Linked DNA regions of Mus musculus: region 2 is linked to region 1. A link is a contact called in public HiChIP or PLAC-seq data. All regions are on one chromosome and are shown on one strand. The core of a region is the stretch at or near the end of the contact, and the rest is flanking DNA. Distances in the headings are between cores, read along the strand shown. Region 1 overlaps Cradd (CASP2 and RIPK1 domain containing adaptor with death domain). Region 2 has its middle 10 kb from the start of Gm47708.

The links. HiChIP or PLAC-seq counts read pairs in DNA pulled down with a chosen protein or histone mark.
Region 2: an H3K27ac HiChIP or PLAC-seq map of embryonic stem cells shows a contact between it and region 1, with 7 read pairs. The contact joins two enhancer-like sites.

What each region holds. Positions count from the first base shown.
Region 1 is chr10:95,312,289-95,314,988 of GRCm38.p6, forward strand. All of the region lies in intron 2 of Cradd (CASP2 and RIPK1 domain containing adaptor with death domain), which reads right to left. Among named protein-coding and RNA genes, the nearest start is that of Cradd, 10 kb to the right of the region's middle. Within about 2 kb of position 1,438, at least 90 of the 459 cell types and tissues checked have an H3K27ac peak or open chromatin away from gene starts, as enhancers often do. A contact at or near this core is called in embryonic stem cells, where this site is marked.
Region 2 is chr10:95,718,943-95,721,642 of GRCm38.p6, forward strand. No RefSeq gene overlaps it. Among named protein-coding and RNA genes, the nearest start is that of Gm47708, 10 kb to the right of the region's middle. Within about 2 kb of position 1,434, at least 20 of the 459 cell types and tissues checked have an H3K27ac peak or open chromatin away from gene starts, as enhancers often do. A contact at or near this core is called in embryonic stem cells, where this site is marked.

The sequences.
Region 1 (2,700 bases), core at 188-2,687:
TTTTGTCATTGCAACAAGAAACCAAGTTAACATACCTTCCCGTCTCTAAAATGGAGGCCTCTAAGATCCTCTACAGCTACGGCAGCAGGACAAGTCCTGGCAGGCATGCCCCATCCACCCATGATAGTACTGTGACCTGCTCTTAAGGACTTACACGCAGGCTTCACGACCACAGGCCTTATTTGCCACTAAGATATCACAAAATAAGTAACGTCTGGTTCTTGTCCTGTTGCCTGACATACACTTTCCACATCCTGGTGGTCTTCAAAGAAGCCATGTCTTTTTACTTGCTACTAAGCTGATCCGTGTTACAGCAAATCTCCAACTCAGATATGCCCAGCAATGAAAACACAACTCAGTTAATATGAATACATGCTGTGCACCTAGACTGGGCAGATCTACCGCTACACTACCATCTTCCACATCCATGAGACCCCTTAGGACTTTCGGTTTCTCCAGGCCATGTGCTTCTGCTCCGCTCTTCTCCTTCTCCTCCTCCTCCTCCTCCTCCTCCTCCTCCTCCTCCTCCTCCTCCTCTTCCTCCTCCTCCTCCTCTTCTTCTTCTTCTTCTTCTTCTTCTTCTTCTTCTTTCCCTCTCTGCGTTCCCTCTTCATCTTCTATTCACCTTCCCTTAGCTGCCCAATCATCAGCTCGCCTTTATTTTACAAATTAAGGTGGGAAGCAGGTTTACAGGAAATCACCTGAGTGCTGACTCATTCCTCATCCAAAACCTCTCACAGAATTAACATCAAATTTTATTAGCCCCAGGGCTATCCACAACAGACCAGTGACCAACAGTCTCGATAATTTTTGGGATGGGCACAGTCGTTCAGAATCCAAGACAGGGTGGGGAGTTGAGACTCAACTTCTGATCCTCCTGTCTCTGTCTCCCAAGTGCTGGGACAGTGAGTGTTCACATCTTGTCCCTCTGGAGAGAAGAGAGCACCTGAAGTTTAAGTTGTCTGGTTATTTCATCAGGTGTGCCAATGTGATGAAGCTATTAAAAACTCCAAGGGCAGGGCTTAGAGGGCTTCCAGACAGCCCAAGGTTACAGCTGGAGGTTCCGGGATGTGGTCTACGTGGGAAAGACTCTCCTTCTATCCCTTGCCCTGTGTATCTCTTATCAGTATCCTTCATAAACATGCTTTATAATAAACTGGTAAATGTGCTTCTCTTGGTTTGGTAAGTAGCTTTTAAAAATTAATTGAACAAGAGGAAAAACGCCATAGGGAATCCACCTTGAAACTAAAGGACAGACACTTGTGACTGGCCTTGGAACTGGGAGGTGGTATGAGAAACTGGGGCCTCAGCTGTGGGGTCACATGCTAGCTTCAGGATGACGCTGTCAGACTTGAGGAGAACCAACAGACACCCAGGTGGTGTCCGCTACAGCAATGCTGTTGCTTCCTGGGTGGGGAAAAGATCCCACGCATCTATCTAGTCACAGCCGCTGTCCTTGTTGAGGGCTGACTGAGAGGCCCTGGGTGTGTTTACCCCTGTGTCCTCTCAACCACTTCAGACATCTCCACGGTGTTATTTTGGTAACCGTGTCGCCACCATCTCTGCCATGGTGCCGAATATAAATAGAACTTGAACACTTCCAGGAACTCTCAGCCTGGCGCTTCCTACAAAGGGGCAAATCTTTCATATCATTAGCAAAAATAAAGCCTACGTCTAAAACCTGACCCAAAACATCCAGAAGTCATACTGCCTTTTAAATTCAGGTTGACTATTTGGAAAAAAAAAATCACATTTTAAAAGGGGGAGCAGGGTGGGTAAACCCTCCCAAGAATCATATACATCTATGCTCCTTACTGGCCAAACTGAAGGACCCGTGTAAACACAGCTGCCTATTACATTTAGGTAGAGCAAACATTCCTGCAGCTGGCTGCAACCACAGCCTTCGTGTCTGAGCCTCCCCCCCTCCCTCCCAAGCCGGAGTGCTACCTTGATAGGCAGCCTGGAGCTACACCAGCAGAACTTGTTCCTGGTACCCACCAGCTGTAGAGAGCATGATTTATGAGCTGCAAAGTGGGACCTGACTGCAGCATCAGCAGAGCTACCACGATGTCCCCAAACACGACCAAGCTTTAGTCTTTTTTTTTTTTTTCCCCTGAAACAGGGTTTCTCTGTATATAGCCTTGGCTGTCCTGGAACTCACTCTGTAGACCAAAGCTTTAGTCTTTAGGACTCTCAAGATAACAGAGGACCTGAGAGGAGAGAAATGCAGGGCCCTGCTTCAGAGGACCTGAGAGGAGAGAAACGCAGGGCCCTGCTTCAGATCCCACCTCCTCTGCAAAGGATCAAAGGAGACCAGGAAAGGGGAGACACAGGGAGTAAGTGACTCCTGAGACAACAGGAAAGAGAAGGACTTTCCAAGAGCCCCTGGGCTTGTGTCTGACAGGAGCAAGGGAGAATGAGTGGGGACGGAGCACTGGAACACACCTGAGCTATCCTAATTAGGCGAAGGGAAAAGTCTATTTTGATAAGGTGCTTTCATGGGGTAGATGTTAGCAGGCTGTAAAGTCAAAGCACTGAAGTTAATAATTTGGCTCCATGCACCTGAGTGACCTTAAGGGAGTTATTAAACAGCCCTATGTTCACTGTGCCTCATCTATATAATAAAGGGTTCTACAGGGCTCAGGCCTACACCTCCCTAGGCTGCTGAAGATGATCTTTAACTCGGGATCTTTGTGTCTC
Region 2 (2,700 bases), core at 184-2,683, 410 kb after region 1:
AGACAGGTGACAAAGCAGCTTCCCTTTCCTGCCTAGGGATTGAACTATCCTCTCCTTGTCCTCTGCAGACTCCCCCTCCCCCACAGTACTGTCCAGGTTTGGTCTGTTGCTATGTATTGTAATGATACATACTGGCCTCCAAGATCTGGTCCCCCTACCACACACACACAGCCTTAGGGACAAGGAAATCCTCCTGTACATGATGCTATGTAACCTTGTCTCCCAAGCTATCCCTGATGGGTCAATAAAAATGCCTACAGCCTGTAGCTGGGCAGAAAGAGGTAGGCAGGGCTTGGGTTCTGGGGCTTGGGGTCTGAGTGAGAGACTAGAAGAGGAGAGGGGAAGGAAGAAGATTCTGTGGGGCAGGTGGATTGTGGGCACGAAGGTCAGCCTGATGGAGTAGGTGTGGCCCAGGCAGTGTTGGGGGCTGGCCAGCGGCTCACATGTCCAGGTTCGAGCCTGGAAGGCATCTTGGAATCTGGAAGAAAAGAGGGAGCCTAGGTGGGTTGAGAAACAATGGAACCAAGACATGCTAGTCTTCTCAAGGTTCAACTTTAATGTCGGGGAACACGCCTTATAAAGAAAAGGGGAGAAAAGTCCATTCCGCCAATTCATCCTTGGAGCCTGGAACCAGCTGCAGGTGATGATGTTCAGAATAGGGCGTAGTCTCTGGAATAGCTCAGCGGCTTCTCTGCGGGTATCTTGAAGCAGCAGCTGCAGTGGCAGAACAATAGAGTGATCTAGGGAGGAAGGCTCCACCCTAGATAATCTCTTTAGTGGCAGCAAGGTCAAGGTCTGGTTTAGCCTGCTTCAGGCTTATGGAAGGCTACAAGGCAGAACATGGCAACTGAAGTCTTAGGGTTACTAGAGAAGCAGACAAACTAGCAGAGGGTGGCCATCTGCCCAGCTCTAGTGCTTTAAGGCTTATTCTAGATATAAAGGTTTTGTGTCTTTTATTTAGGAACTCAGTGGGGTAGACACTCCTAAATAATACCACCATACAGTATCATAGTACTGAATCCTTGTTTGGAGGCCTGGGGCCAGGCTTTGGGGTTCTACTAGAGCAATGTGGGGTAACTTTCTAGATGCAGATCCCTTATCAAAATAAACAAGCAGAAGTTACCAATGCTAGGTAGGGTTTGTGGACACAGGAAACAAGAGGGATCAGGGATGTACACAACGGGACTTGACATTTAGGACAGATGTTAATCTTAACCAGCTATTTGGATCCAGTAGAAATATTTACCTTGTAGATTGTCACATGCAGAAGACCAGCAGGGGTTCAAAGGCATGGCTAGAAGGGTTGAGTTGTGTCCATAGCAGTCACTGGGACGGGGTGCCAAATGCTTTTGTGATCACCTCGGGAGGCCAGACAAAGGTGTGGCCAGGTCGCCATTTGCTTTTTCACCTCATTGGCTGAGGCAGGATTTTTGCTGTCATGTCACAGGACCCCTGACTGGGGACCGTGATTGGACAGAGAGCCCTGCTGTTCTCACTACGGCCATTGTTTTCTCTCAGAGCTGGACCGTGGCCCCTGCAGCCTGCCTTCCTGCCTCTCACTTTCTCCCTCATGGCTGTTTCCTTGACCTTTCGACTTAACCCTGCACTTACATGGATGTTTACCTCAGGTTGTGTCACACTTACCTCAGTGTGGTCTCGCCTTACTCACATGGTCTGGGGCCGGACACGCCCATTTCTGTGGGCTCAGCTGCCTATTTGTTGCTGATGTCTCTAAGATAAAACTGGCAACCTTGAACCCAGATCTTCCGGGCTCAGCTCCAAACACCCAGCGCCTTTGCTTCCTGTAACCCTTTCCAGAGTCTAACACAGAAATCCCAGCTATGGTCCCTGTCTTAGACACTAGAGACATACAATGGATCAGCACCTGTCCTGGGATGGATAGTTCTTGAGCTGGAGTTTGAACGCAGGCTGTCTAGCCAGATCCCACACTTGCAGCTGATCTTCTGTAACTGGCAATGAGCGATGGCTCAATCATAGACAGAGCATCATTTTGAAGGCTGCCTTCTGCCCTGTCTCCAGCACTGAATCCAATGCCCCGCCTTTGTCTCCTGAGTGACAGCACCTTTTCCTTCTGTCTTCTCTTTACCTAATTTTCCTGAGTTATCCATCAGGCTTGAGGGATCTCCATCCCGAGGGCCTGAGAAGGACTCTAATCTGATGCCTTGGCTGTGAGTCCTTAGACATTTGCATTTATTGTGTACATGGTTCTGTTCCAAGCATTTGAAGCTATATTAGCTTGCTTAGTTTTGCAGCAAGCTTCTGATGTATGCCTAATGCCTTTTATTTTATTAGCAGACACAGCACAGAGTCATAGATCCATCAGGAAAATTGATGCCACTACTAGTAGTTGAGAGAATGTGTGTGTGTGTGTGTATGTGTGTGTGTGTGTGTGATGTATTATGTGCTCATGCACATATGATTGTAGGTGCCCATGGAGGTCAGAAGAGGTTGTCAGATCCCCTGAAGCCAAAGTAACAGGCAGATGAAAGCCATCCAATGTAGGTGCTGAGAACTGAACTCTGAATCTCTGTGAGTGGTATGTGCTCTTAATTGCTGAGCCATCTCTCCAGCCCTAGTACCTGGCTTTTTAAAAATATGGGTTCTGTGGACTGAATTCAGATCCTTCAGACCGTCATCCTTGCAGGGCAAGGTCTCTACAGATGGAGTGATCCCTCCAGC